2 separate regions of the Capsicum annuum genome follow, and region 1 is linked to region 2. A link is a contact called in public Hi-C data. All regions are on one chromosome and are shown on one strand. Each heading gives the region's core, a stretch centred on a gene start, on an enhancer-like site or on the middle of the called end of the contact. The rest is flanking DNA. Distances are from core to core; before and after follow the strand shown. Region 1 holds the start of LOC107847829 (sphingosine-1-phosphate lyase). Region 2 holds the start of LOC107847526.

What was found. A called contact is a pair of places that touch in the nucleus more often than the background predicts.
Region 1: a Hi-C map of leaf shows a contact between it and region 2, with 2.7 times the contacts expected there. The contact joins the promoter of LOC107847829 here to the promoter of LOC107847526 in region 2. A contact is called at or near these places in 2 of 5 Hi-C or Micro-C datasets (leaf and placenta).

The regions. Positions count from the first base shown.
Region 1 is chr11:90,354,137-90,361,840 of UCD10Xv1.1, forward strand. It overlaps LOC107847829 (sphingosine-1-phosphate lyase), which reads right to left and starts at 2,542. Exons shown (of 15, transcript XM_016692349.2): 1 at 2,146-2,542; 2 at 1,918-1,963; 3 at 870-1,015; 4 at 667-726. The coding sequence starts at 2,345.
Region 2 is chr11:90,140,345-90,148,056 of UCD10Xv1.1, forward strand. LOC107847526 reads right to left here and starts at 6,441. Exons shown (of 6, transcript XM_016691824.2): 1 at 5,168-6,441; 2 at 4,936-5,044; 3 at 4,429-4,558; 4 at 3,543-4,280; 5 at 1-568. The coding sequence starts at 5,363.

The DNA of each region.
Region 1 (7,704 bases), core at 1,292-3,791, 210 kb after region 2:
GTTTTTTCAAGTCAGTCGCAGATGAATTAGCTTGGGCAAAAACAACTCAACAGATTTGAGATCTATTATTCTAATCCAAGATGTCCAATAAAAAATCACAAACAATTTCTGCCAGATGACAGACCTTAATACGCCATGTATGAATAGTGCACTTAGAATGTCGAGAAAAGGTTAATTTATTCAAGGAAATCAAGGGGTATAAAATGGTAAAGTTACCAATCCATTTTAAAAGAGAAAAAAAGGATATAGGGCTATGAGATCGGACAAAACCCTGATTAACAGTTGCTAAACATTTCGGACGTTCAACTCCATCTTCGTCCAGTATGGTTAGCATGTAAAATATGACATTTTCTGTAACCCTGAAGCATTATAAACTCATTAAATACATTTTTCAGGTCTTAATCAATCTAGCATCGTTTACACTGTTGGTTGTGTCTCTTTATTGTAAACTCTGATCTCTGTATACATAGTACATACCACAGGGAGATTTGAGACTAAATTTGCTCCCTCTTCCTCTTTTGTTGAATCATACACTGATAATTGATTCTTTATGACAGAAGGTTTAATACGAAAAAGATACATGAAAAGAAACAACCCTCCCTTGATCAGCTAACGCAAATAAAGCAACTAAATATACATATATACACAACGGATGAATAATCTTACATGCAACATGCCTCGTTTATCAATGAAAAATGTCCCTCATTCTCATTTCCGCCAATATAGCTGCTCAGAAAATAGGAAATCTGTTAATCTATCTACACAGGTTAAAGAGCAAAAGAAATAGTTTAATTGAAAACAGAAATATATATAATTCTAAACTACTAGCTAAAAACGTATAACATAGTGCAATAATTATGGAAACATACACGGTACCCGAACATTTGCCCTGCCAGCTCACATCTTTTTGTTTCTCATCTTTCATTTGCACTAGGACTTTATCACCTAAACCTGACTTCGGCAACTCAGTTCTCCATCCATCTCTATTACTAGAACCTTGCAACTTATCCACTATCTGCCCAGTTCGACAAAAAATTTTGAAGCCGAAGAATGTCAGATTTATAATCAGAAATAGAGACATTAGGGGAATCTTAGTAGCTTAGTTGGTTAGTTACCTGAACTTCCACCTTATTGGTGAGGGTTCGATTCCCCACATTGTAATCCCCTCCCCCATTCCCCTTCCCCTACCCCCAATTTTTTTTTTTTTTTTTTTTAAAAAGAAATACAGACATTAACCATTGACACACTTTAATACTTCCAAATAGATGCACAAGTAAGAACAGAATATTAATCAGGCACTTCCTCTGCTACAATTATTTTACTAATACAAGTTGAACAAACCTACATCACATTCTCTTGGAATGCAGCCCTTCCCTAGACCCTTTGCTTGAACGCAAGATATATTGTGCATCGGGCTACCCCTTTTTTTTTTAAGCTGAGGATACAAACCTAAATGTATTCAACAGAATATTTAGCCTAGGTAAAAATTTAAAAAACACCCAGGTGAAACAAACCTAAATAGAATGGCGTGATATATGGATTGAATGATTTGATAGTGGAATTACTTCAATCTAGATTGATAGTCCATCCATTCCAACTTATACAACACATTTTCCACCTTGGAATGTTCCATAATGCTTGACTATTCCTCGAATAATATTGTTTTACATAATTTTCACAACATTCAATAATAACTTCGATTAGATGATTTCTCAGCTGTTTAACTTTTCAGCCATTATTGTTAATATAATACACGAGTCAAACTAACACCTTAAACTCCTTTTTTTAAGTCAAACAAAAGCAGTAATTTCATTTAACTTTTTTGCAGAATCAAACAGCAATTGACCAAACTGTAATAATCACTGATAGAAACAAAAACGCATTCAATGAAGTATTTAATACTCAAAATTAACTCACCTTCTGCTTCTCAGAGTCAATGTACTTTTTAACACCAGGGACCAACCTATATATAAGATTCAAATATTAAAATACATATAAAACTGGAAATCTCAATTAATGATAGGAAACTCAGTCAGAAGCTACAAGTGCGTATATACTGTATATATAAAACAACAGTTCAGGTGTACAATACTTTTTTCTTATCGAAACACGGATAAAAATTGAAGAGATGCAAGGAATTAATACTTGATGGCGCTCATAAAGAAGCTAATAACCGTGGCTTTGAGTCCTCGTTCGTGAAAAACAAGGAAGATGGATTGAAGAATTCGAGCCAATAGAAGAGAAAAGAGAGGAGCAAGTAGTAGAGTTAATGGGTCATATTCAGATAAAAGGGAATTTGCTGAAACTCTGTACTGATTCACCCATGCTGGAATCCGAAACTCCATCGCCGATCGTCTTCTTGATTTTTTATCCCTTCTCTTTCTGGTTCCCTTGGTTGAGACTAGTGTGTTGTACTTAAATCTCGTCTTGATTTTAATTTTTGTTATTAGTAATTTGCTTGCTCCATATAGTAAGCGATGCGTAAATCCAAGTTATCTATTTTTCCTTTAACTCGCGTGGTATGCTTAGCTTTTGCTATCAACCGTGCCTGATGGGCTAACCATCTTTCTTTTTATTATTATTATTAAAAATGCAAAATCATAAATATACCTTCAAACTATCATAAGTGATATCAATATATTTTTTTATCACATTTTATGTATACATATATCTTTATTATTAATAAAATAATATGTATATGTCCCTCACACTAATGGTAGATGCATGTGTACCCACAGTATGACATAGGGTATGTATGTACCATTTATCATAATTCAGAATATATTTGTCTTTTTTTTTAATATTCTTATCCAAGATGATTTATCGAAACCTGCTATCCGACCCAATAAATGTAACCCTTTCAAACCAACTCGCCCTGACTTCTATTTTTTATTCCAAATTCGATACTTCCTCTTTTTTTCACTTAAACATAAACTCCAATCAAATTGCGGTGATTGATCATTGCTACTAGTTGGCGTTTTCTTGTTGGAAGGAGTGGATATTAAGTCGAAGGTGACTGGAGCTAGGAGCGTGATAATTGCTCCCCAGTGGGATGTTTTCGATTGAGTCCGAAATCGAAATATGTCTTCATTTTACAAAAATGATCAATGTGTGTAATGAAACTAGAAAGTGACATAAATAGATTTTGTGCACTTATTTTGTGCACCATATCGTCGTTTAAATTAGATAATGCATTTTTATTGTGCAGTATTCATTTTTTTAAAATAGTGCACAAAAAAACTGCATAGTAAATTATTTTTTTGTGAATAGTGCAAAATGCACTTTTTTGGTGCATTATTCATTTTTTATCCATATAATGCACAAAAATAATGCATTATTAATTATTTTTCTGTGAATAGTGCAAAGTACACTTATTTTGTGCACTATTATTTTTTTATCCACATAATGCACAAAAATAGTGTACTATTAATTATTTTTTTGTGAACAATACACTTTTTTGTGCACTATCTATTTTTTTTCAAAGTGAAAAGTGTATTTTTTATGCATTATTCATTTTTTCACACTGTGCACAAAAATAGTACACTATTAATTACTTTTCATATAATACATTAATTTTATGCATTATCCATTTAATATTATGTAGTGCGTGCACTTTCTTTTGTGCATCTGTGCACCGTCTTTTTTCATTTAGTGCACTATTTTAGTGAACTTTTTTTTTGTTATTTTATATAATGTACTATTTTAATATACTTTTCTTCATTTTTTCATATGATGCACTATTTTAGTGCTCTTTCTCTTTTTTTCATATTTTTTTTCTTTTTTTTTTAAATATTGCACCATTTATTTCATATACTAAATTTGCACTTTATCCAAAAAAATTTTGTGAACAAAGTACACAAATTTAGTGCATTATATAAAAAAATTAAACAAATTTAATGCACTATATAAAAAATTGAACAAAGTGCAAATTTATCATGTGAAATAAATGGTGCACTAATTTGTTAAAAAAAAATATATGAAAGAAATGAAAAAGTGCACTAAAATAGTGCACCATATAGAAAATTGAAGGAAAGTGCACTATATATATAAAAAAATATCATTGAAATAGTGCATTAAATAAAAAAAATAGTGCACAAATGTAAAAAAAAAAGTGCATGCACTATATAAAAATAAATAGATAGTGCACCCAACTAATGCACTACATGAAAAATAATTAATTGTGCATTATTTTTGTGGTGAAAAAAATGAATAGTGCATAAAAAATGTGCACTTTCCACTGTTGAAAAAAAATATATAGTGCACAAAAAAGTGCATTATTCACAAAAAAGATAATTAATAGTGCATTATGTGAATAAAAAAAGAATAGTGCACAAAATAAGCGCACTTTACACTATTTATAGAAAAATAATTAATATTGCACTATTTTTGTGCACAATATGGATAAAAAAAAAAAGATAGTGCACTATTCACAAAAAAAACTCAGTGTGCATTATTTTTATGCACTATGTGAATTAAAAAGGGATGGTGCACAAAAAAAGTGCACTTTGCACTATTCACAAGAAAATAATTCATTGTGCATTCTTTTTATGAACTAAAAAAAATGAACAGTGCATAAAAAAACTGCACTATCTAATTCAAACGGCGGCAGTTCCCACACCGTTAAAAAAGATATTGTGCACAAGATAAGTGCACAAAGCCTATTCATGTCACTTTCTATTTCATGACATAGATTGATCATTTTTAAAAATAAAGACATATTTTGATTTCAGACTCTTTTCGATTCGGCAAAGACGGTGCCTATATGGTGTTGATTGATGGTGAATAGTATTTTTTGATGAAATTTTGCTGAAAATTAAAACGTGAGGGGTTTAATTTATCAGTATTCTTTTTGAATGTTATGGGTTAGTGATTTATTTTTAATAATGACAGTAGTGAGTGTAACTATATTGTGTGTATATCGTTATAGGGATGAATAAAACACGTCTGTTAGATACGCGTCTCTTGAACTTTAATTGGTATCGAATCGGGTAGTGAATTTGGGTTAATATATGGGATAAAAGAATGAAAATGAAAAAGAGATAAATATACCCCCAAATTATAATCAAGTACGTATGCCCTCTGTCATACTTTGGGTACACATATGCTCTTACCGTTAGTGTAAGGGGCATATACATATTATTTCATTAACGGTAGATTCTTATATATACTCAAAGTATGACGGAGGATATATATGTATCATTTATCATAGTTCAAGAGTATATTTATCCGTTTTCTATATTGAAAATAATAAAAATAATGACATGAAAAAATAGTATCTCTAAAAAAAGCTACTTCAAAGTCAAGTCTTCCATACCTTTTAACTCTAGAAAAGGTGTGAGAAAACGTATCCCTAACATTTATTTCAAACATACTTTTTTTCCTTTTTGAGACAAAATTTAACATAATTATTGTTTATAATTATAAAATTATTTTATTTAAGTATTCTAAGATTCCAACTAATCTTTAGGATGAACTTGAAGTTAAAAAAAATAACAAAAATTATACTCTTAAAATTATTTTTTTATTTTTGAAAACAATAATTTATTCTTTTTGGAGAGAGTATCTCCTTACCGATTATAAAAGCACAAAATTTTGATTTTCATATTTCTTTAATTGCCCATTGAGAGCATACGTCAATTTTGACATTGTTGCAATCGTAGCTGACTCTACTTGATATTTCACAAATTTAGTCACACAAATTTTAAATCAATTTAAAACTAATGGTACTATGAATAACATTGAGATCAAGTATTCACTTATATATGGATTTTCATCATTGAAAATATTCAACGATATGAGTGTGTAGGTGTAGGTCTATATTGAATTGATAAAGAAGAATCTTGAAATAATGTATCTATTAGCAATCTCATTAACTTACGCACCTATCCAAATAAGAACTCCAATTCTGATTGTTGTCACAATCTGAGTCTATACTCTAGAAGCAACCCGATAATTAGAATCGCAATTAATCCCAAGCTAACCCGTGGTACTAGCATGACACTAAAACATATACTAAAATAACTGTGTGGAAGCTAAAACAAAATATATGGAGGATCAAATCTAAACTAAATAATAATTTGATATGTCTTAACTCTCTTTAAAAACCTCTACGCAAATTGACGAGTTGTTGGGACAAATCCCCAGCTAACTCTAAATATCTGAATCTGAACTTGAGTTTGATAAAATGTACTAAAATAGATCATCCTCAAATGATGAGGACTCACTACAACTGTTATTGAACAAGCACTAGAGCATCAAAATCTATATCATAATCGAATATATCACAAAAGAAAGGTATGTGGTCAGTACTTTGAATATATTGAGCATGTGAGACATGTAAGTCATAAATATTGTATACAACCATGCTGAAAGCTGAAATCATATTGAATTAAATAATTTATCTAAAAGAGTATAATCTAATATACAATGACCTAAGAGTAAAATGATGCATTTAATCTAATTTTGTGGGTAATGTTTAGGTCATACTAAACTATTTTTATCGGAGAATATCTTAACCGATATATATCATAAGAGAAAACTCAACATATACACACTATTGGAGGGGGAGGTGTAATATACCTTGTCAAGAGTATAAATCTATAATTGACGTGTATCCACTAAACTGAGCCTATATGAGTGCAATAAGAAATGATGTGGCACGTAGTTTGAAAGTTAGATTCTCTGAAACTCTAAATCGCTCGGTGCTAAATACCTTAAATTTTATATAAATGCTCATAATAGATAGCTGAAATTTGAAAATAAGCATGAATTAGGTCATATTATCTTATTAACTAATGTTCTAAAATACTTGAATTAGATACTTGACATAACTGATTTATGTGATCATAAGATCAAATTACTCTAAATTATTCGAGATCATGATCAATTGGGATAAATCATGCTAAATTCTTTATAGGACATCAAGTTAAGAATTCTAAAAATATAATTCATACACAACTGTATAAATTAAGTGAAAATCACAAGGAAAATATATTACACTAAAGATCATGTAGTTAACATTTGAATGGGTATAAATCCAAAGTCATGAACTCATAAATCCCTAGTAAAAACTAAAGACATAAGCGTGAAAGGAAATTCTTACTAAAAGTTCCACACACATACATTGAAGAATTCTTGGACAGAATTTGCAAAATTTTGAACTTGTTAAGAATCCTAAACTTAGGCCTGAGAGAGCTTGAATTGATTCTTTTTTTATGTTTTGAGTGTTAGGAGAGGGAATGCGTGATTTAGGTCAACTAATTACCTTTATATCACCTAAAAATGCCTTAGACGATGTAATTTAAGTATTAAAAAGATTGGTACAGATAAAAATAACCCCAAGAAATTTGTTTCAAAATTTTGGAAATTAGACATCATGATCTATAATACAACTCACACTATTAAACCATTGACTGTGGTTTGGACTCGTAAGTCCTGGGACATTTTTGAATTAGGATTATGAGTCTAGAGTATGACCCATACTTTGATTCCATGAATAGTACTTTGACTTGTAGTTACTGGAGCCTATTTTCTACCTTGAGGCCATGATCTCATTCTAGTACTCATGATATTTGTCCACGAGTCATGGTTTAGGCTCTTGATTGTAAGAGAAATTTATTTCTAATGACCCAAGTCTACACTTTGAAGTGGCATAGTACATAGAACCATAAGTGGTCCCAAGCCAACTTATGGTACTAACATGAC
Region 2 (7,712 bases), core at 5,191-7,690:
AACATACACAATCTGGACAAAGCTTCAGATCTCCATCAAGTGATTCAGTGTCATAGTACCATTGACCATATCTAGAACAAAGTACAGCATCTTCTAGAGCATTCATATGGGTCACACTTGCTTTCGAGTTCAAGACTTCCACATCTGCTACCATTTCCAAAGTTCTATCATGTGGACTGCAAATTTTAGAGCCAACAAGTAGAGAATCAACCCTCAGGTCACCATCAAGATCACCAAGTGAACTGCAAGAGACCGTATCATAGATTTGTTTCCCAAGATCTTCATTTGTAGAATCAGCCTTATCAAGGACAAAAACTTCATCCTGTAAATCAGCATATGTTATCTTTACTTGATTGTTACCTATATCCTCCTGGTTTTGTTCATTTCCTTCATTGTCATGTAGTCCAATTGTAGCTTGATCAGAGCTAGCATTACTGCTACTTGTGATAGAGGAGTTTCTGGAAATTATAGAATGATGTGCGGTACTTGCTTTTCCAGCATAGAAGGTTGAACTGGGGACGCTTGATAAGAGAGGCCTGAACATATTCTGGGGAGCTTTCCTGTGATCCTACAATAGAGTTGTTGCAGGGTGAACTTCAGAAACATATTTTCTCAACAAATTAAACGAGAAAACTGTACAGTATCCCATTCAGTAATTATTTAGCTGCAACTGAGAGTTTGTATTTCCTTCTTCAGAAAAATTAAGCGCCAATTTCCCAGCTAGAATTTGCTCTATTAAGTCCAATGCTTTGGTGTTAGGGCAACAATGCTGGTATAGGATATATTTAATTAGTTCGCTGAGGAGTTTTACTTGCACATTACCATCTTAAGTTTTGCGAGTTTGCAGATGTTTACTTGCTACCCTGCAACACTCACTTGGTCACTCTCCGAAAAGAAGAAAAATTGCTAATGAAGGTAACAAGAAGCTCACTTGACAACAAGGAAGAACAAAACAGGAGTAAATGGTTAGTAATGGCCCTGTCAAATATTTTGGTCCCTTTCTTAGGAGGTGTGCTGGCTTCTGTTTGGTCGGGTAACACTCCAATAGCAGAGACCACATGACTCAATTTTAGTTTGGGTGCCTTATTTAATATCTCGGTGTAAAAAGACGTGCCTTTAACTACAAATGAAGCATCAAGGAACAACCAAATGGTGCAGATACGCCAAAACATTAGTCCGAACAGTCTACGCCTCACAGTTTCATGCAAGGTCTGTATAACAAGATTACAGTTATTTTGAACAGTTACTCTTCCATTCTATGGCATATAACTAGTCCTTCAAATAAATTACAGCAACAACCTTTATATATGATTATGCATGATTCTCCAACACTGTAAATATTCCAGACCTGAGTTTGAACCTAGAAAATAATTAATGTATCCCATCGATCTTTCATACCAAGGTTAGATCTACTAGCTACATATGGAAGACATAACCAATAATAAATGCAACCTACCCAATATTTCATCTTTCGGAAAATTTAAAGAGGAAAGAATTTATTGATAATTAACTTTAAGAAACTATTGTTAGTAGGACTAGTTAATTGTTCTAATAAATAAATAAATATAACAATTATTAAATAAAACAAATGAATAAATGAGATTTTTTTTTTAAAAGAGAGAGAGAAAGAGAGAAGTCTATTTTCAGTATGTAGGTGTTCTGATTTTCCAAACAATTAACTAAGTTTTCAACTTCTAACTCACTTTAAACAATGAGATTTTTAGAATTTTAATATAAAAGGGAACAAAATGAGTGAAGAGAACAGATCTGTTTCTCAATTTCCTGTCAACATAATAGAAGAATAAAAACAAGTTTGTTTTTGGGTTAATTTCTTCTCAAGGAAATTCACTTATTGGAATTCAAAAGAAGAATAACAAATTTATTTACCTTTCCTTTTCCCGTACAAACAGTCTTTTATTGTAACAAATGACACATGCAAAATGCAATTGCATATACTCCCCCCCCCCCCCCCCCCCAAAAAAAAAAAAAAAAAAAAGCAACAAATGTATACAAAGATCCTTAGTATAATCGAAATAAGGAAAAAATATATATATAATTTTCCCTACTTGTAATCCAAAGGCCAGTGTTGCCATCAATTTTTTTATGCTTTGCTTTACTCATAAGAAGACATGACATGGAGCAACTACAGCTTACTGAGGACATGACCCTAGACAGGAAGTTGTGGAGGAGGCGGATTAGGGTAGCAGGATAGTATGAGTTTAGGTTGTTGTTTCTTTTGCAGCATTACTTGGTGTCTCTTGCTTATGGTATTATCGGATATTGTTGATTTCTATTGTATCTTGTTCTTTTACTATTCCTTGTCGAGATTTTTTATTGTGAGCCAGGGGTCTATCGAAAACAGCGTCTCTATCCAAATTTGAGGTAGTGGTATGGACTGCGTACACTTACCCTCCCCAAAACCCACTTGGTGGGAATATACTGGGTATGTTGTTGTTGTTGTTGTAACTCATAAGATAACAAAATGACATTTGGGAAAATATTTTAGCTGATAGGGTTTAAGGGGTGTTCCAAGTTTCCATGGTAGAATAATCAATTACCCAAATAGACAAAACACTAAGATGTCCTTTTTATAACCATGGTGTCCAGACAGACTAATACAGGCTATCTACCACCTCCCCAGCAACAGGTTACTCTGTCCTAAGAAATCACCTAGTTTTTTTTTTCTCTGCTGGGATTAGAACCTGACACCTCATGGTTCCCAATTCACTTCATTGACCACTAGGCAACAAAAGACTAATATGTTAGTTCTGTAATTCCAGATCCTAGATGTTAAATTATAGTCCAAGACTCTGTGCTACTGTGCCATCAGTGCTTCATAGATAATAGTAAATTACTCCTCTCAGTAGATTTTTTTTTCACGGATACCTACCACCTCCCACCAACAACAGATATCAAGTAACTCTACGCATCAAGGCTAGGACAGATTGGAGAATCACACAGTGTTTTTTGTACTCCTCTCAGTAGATTTAGAAAATTAGAGAACACTACGGGGAAGAATATGAATTTGAAAAATACCCAACTAAAACACACAAATTTGAAAAATATTAGAGTCCATGAGTCTTTATATTCTAATTTCAGAATACTTACAGGATAGCTCCTTGGAAAATGTGGCATATAAACGAAGATCCTTATTGATGTTTCAAGTGTAATGAAAATGTTAAAGCTGTTCAAAGAAGTATTAAGCATCAATAAACCAAAACTTGTAACTTCCAGCAACATTACATACTTGCTAGGATATCAATCTTTCCTAAATCTGTTAGCATTTTTGGCAACTAGTCCCAAGCATTAAAAAGACACAACCTAAAGCATACCTGACAGCTGTCCCCCCACCCCCTGCGCGTTTTTACCCAAACCCCATTTTTAGCACAACTTGAGCATAATGGTCTCACTTCCAATCAACTGTCCATCCTAGTGACATCTTTACGAGAAAACGATATAGAAAATCAATGGCAGGTTCATATTAGTGTCTCGCAAATTCTAGTAACTACCACGAACCGCAATAGTAAAGAAGAGTAATATACCATTTGGCGGATTGCCATGTCAAAGGATCTCTTTGGAGCAGAAATTGAGGATAGTACTCTTTTTGGCTTCTTTGATAGACCAAGAGGTTTCTTATTTTGGAATCCATTGATACTTCTTGGACCTGAACGATCTGAACGACTCACAGGAATGGATTGTAGAGAATCTATGTCGTCATCACCAGATGATGCAACTGAACCTTTACTGTGAGCGCTAAAATGGTCACGATCATGACTATGTGATGAACTGACACTTCGAGAAGCAGTCGGGGACATTGATTGTCTTCCAGACCTTGATCCACTTCTGGATGCAGGAGAAGACCCTCTCACATAGGAAGCAGGGCGATCACCCAGTGAAGTACGAAGATTGGGAGGTGCCTCCAAGGAAAATCCTGGAATATTTGACTGCCATGCCCTAATCTTTGGTGATGCAGAGTTTGCTCTATTAGTCTTGACAGGAGAGGTGCCCCTCACTTGCAATGGAGCAGCAGTACCACTAGAGCCTGTGCTCATCCTCCGAGGAGTTGGTGTAGAGGACCTTGGAGGAGGTGTTGAGAATTTATTAGGTGAGTGAGACGGTTTCCTCGCCGGAGTAGAATGCCGCAACTGAGGCGGTGGACTTGAATGAGGTGCTGAAGATGGTCTCCCTCTTGATTGATCAGCAGTATAACTAGACATAGGAGATGGGCTAAGGAGATTTGGACTGGCGCTGCCTCTACTACTTCTGTAACTCTTGTCCATCTGCCATTCAATCCATATGAAAGTTATTAAATTGATTGTATCAGACTTAAAACAGAAGCTCCTTGCATTTGATATGGTTAGGTAACTATAATATCAATACAGTTCCCAAAAAGGGACAGGAAAACAGTTGAATGACTAAAATGCTCACCGTTGATGATCTAGAGATTGAAATGGGTTGACTTCTAGGCCGGCCCCTCTGCTCATGATTTATAGGGCGCGTCTCATGACTTTCGTCATCCAAAGAAGGAAAAAGAGGGGTGTCCGGAGGGGTCAATAACCTTTCACCAATAAGTGAGCATATTAGATAACATTTCATCAATAAATCAGCATATTAGGCATGAGGGGTTTATTGAAGAACTTACACCAACTGACGTGTGTGCTAAAGAATAAATATATCTCTGAGGACAATAGGAATGAATTTCTTCTTTCTAAAAATTTACTGTAGAATTACACCGAACAAGCGTATCTTTCTGGCTCCAAAGTTTTCGAATCGTTAGCAAAGGGAAACTTTTAACAAAATTAGAACATGGACAGAAAGTTTGGCAAAGCATGTAGTGAGAAAACTACGCATTTGAGTTCATTTTCAACATCTAAGCACAAAATGACAAGATAGGGGAGTACAGAGTAAATGCTTGAAAGATAAAACATAACCAACCAGTCATAGTCATTCTTGTCGCCTTCCGCGTTAAGCAGGTCACTACTCTCTCCTCGAGCTGGAATTGATATTCCAAGCTTATAATCCGTAAAATACCTCAATTTAGTGGCTGCCAATGACAATGAGCAACAAAAGCAATACAGTCATGAAAACTAAAGCAAGAGCATGTTTCTGTGCTTCAGAACAAAATAAAGCTCTAAAATGTAAAACAGAAATTAACGCAAAATCTTACAAAATAAGTCTTCGAAGTCGTCATTTGCTTGAAGCAAGAAATTATCTTTTTCTCTGGTTTGCACCTCATTAAACAGGGCAAGATCATCATCCTTGTCCCTCAAATGAATCCCACTTTCCAGACTGCGCCCTCTCTTGTGATTTTCTTGCCTGAGCTCCCTTCCAGGAGAGCATCTCATAGCTGGTGAAGGAGGCATCACAGTGTCAGCGTCAGCTCACCCGACACTAATCAGTCAGACTCCCCCCAGGAATCCCAAACTAAAACAGCATATTATATCCCCCATGAAACAAAAAGAGCAAAATTTCAACCACTTCAGCTAGACCCTCTCAGCATTAATTCATTTGGAAATTGAAAAGCTAAGTCAAGTGTTCACAGAAATCTCAAAGTGGGAATTCAATTCCTTTACATACAATGTACACTTGCTTGATCCCTGGAGCAAGAAGACAATAACAATAGTCTTGCCACCTTGCACTTCTTGTCTGAAACTATCCAAAATCAAATCTAAGGCCAAAACTGAACTTTTAGCCACTCAGTCAACTCCAAATGCCCAATCACTACAAGGGTAGGAACTACAAAATCAAGCAGGAAGTTCAAACACACACAAACATAAAAAAAAATAAAAAAAAATGCAAAATTCCACAACAAGTACCTCAAGAACCCCAACCCAATCACCAAAATAAACAAAAGCAAGTTAATTATCAGTCCCCCATTGAGCTTACAGACTCATCAAAACTAAAATTAGGGTCAACAAAAGAAAGCACTCAAACCCCACTACTCAAAATGCTCAGCTTAACACCAAAAAGCTTGAAATTTGAAGAAAAATCTGATCTTGAAAGAAGAAAATATCAGGAAAGAGTAGAAACCCAAAGGTGGATCTGCAAGAATTTGTACAGATCAGCAAACTGCAGAAATGGGTTTTGGAATAATACACAACTGAACCCACCCCCCACCCCTCTTTTTTCGAAGAATGCAAATGCGATATTATGGATCAACACAGAAGTAAACCCTAAGAAACCATTTTTCTCAAACAACAAAAAAGCACCAAGACTGAATTAACAGAAGGAATTGATGATGCTGATGATGAATGAGGAGTGGAACAGGCTTTTGGTTTTTAGGGTTGAATAGTAATTTTGCTACTTTCCTTCTCAGCAACAGCAACCTTTTCTTTTTTCTCTTTCTGCTATCTCACAGTTCCCTTTCTTTTTCCGTTTTCTTTTTTCTTTAAAATTTGGATAATTACAGTAAGATAATAATCCATACTTTAATTCATGATGTTAGCAGGTAAGCAAAGATTTTTTTTATTATATTAATAATTAATGTTTGAGGTTTATGGTGGAGTTAGAGAGCATTATTCATGTTCACGAAAAAAAGTACTCCCTCCGTATCAATTAAAAATAATTAATAGCATACCTAAATTATCCCAGTACTACTTCTGTAAAATGATGTTTATATTTTAATTTAAAAAAAAAATAATTAATGCAGAAGACAAAATATGAAAAAAAAATTATCTTTATTTATTAATGAAAAAAATAAGTAAAATAAAAAATCAAATTAGGAAATTTAGGACGGAGAGTATTTATATCTATATCTATAATCTATAATCTATAATATATTAAAAGTGTGAAGCCCCCTAGAAAAGTAATTTAAACTTTTTATCCTTCATTAAAATACTCTTCAACAGATAAAATCGTCTTTTCACTATTTTCTAAAAATAATTATAACTAAATTATTATTCAAATATTTAGAATAGAGAAGGAAAAAAATAAATAAAGAAGAATCTCACATCAAAAAAGAATTAAACGAAATGTGGAAAAATTTTGGTTAGCAACTTTTTTAGAAAACCCTATTTATTGGAAAGAAAAAAAATAAGAATCAAAATTTATATATTAAAAAGGAGAAATCGTATGGTTGGTTTTTAAGGAAAAACTTTTAGGATCCAGCACCTTGTTAGGAACCTATTTTTTTAAAAGAAACTTTTTGAAACCAATATATATATCTATAATATATTATATTTTCTTTTGTAGTGACCAATTAAAAAAATAATCCTAAAATAGGATAGAAAAACACTCATAAAAGAGGACCGTATTAAGAAAATACTTTTATAAATATTGAGATGCATGTTAAACTAGAGAAGAAATCGATTTACTTATTGGGAAAATATGATTGATGCTCATTTAACTTGATTCGATTGCATGTCTAGATTAGTAGATGTTTAATAATAGAATTCAACGTGTGTGTATATATATCTTTTTTATTATCATTCAAGTAATTTACAGGCGGTAGATGAATGTCGGTCGGCTTTGAAGATTTTTTTTAGGTAAAGGTTAGGTTCAATTGTATTATTTTTATATCTCTATTTTGTGGTTTTTTTTATGTGTGTGCAAAGGTTAAGTTTAGTTGTATTATTTTGATATCTCTATTGTCGTATTATTTTGTTGTAACTTACATATTGTAGATGAGTGTCAGACGATTTTGAAATTTTTTTTTGTGTAAATGTTAGACTTAATTATATTGTTTTAATGTTTCCATCATCGTATTGTTTTGT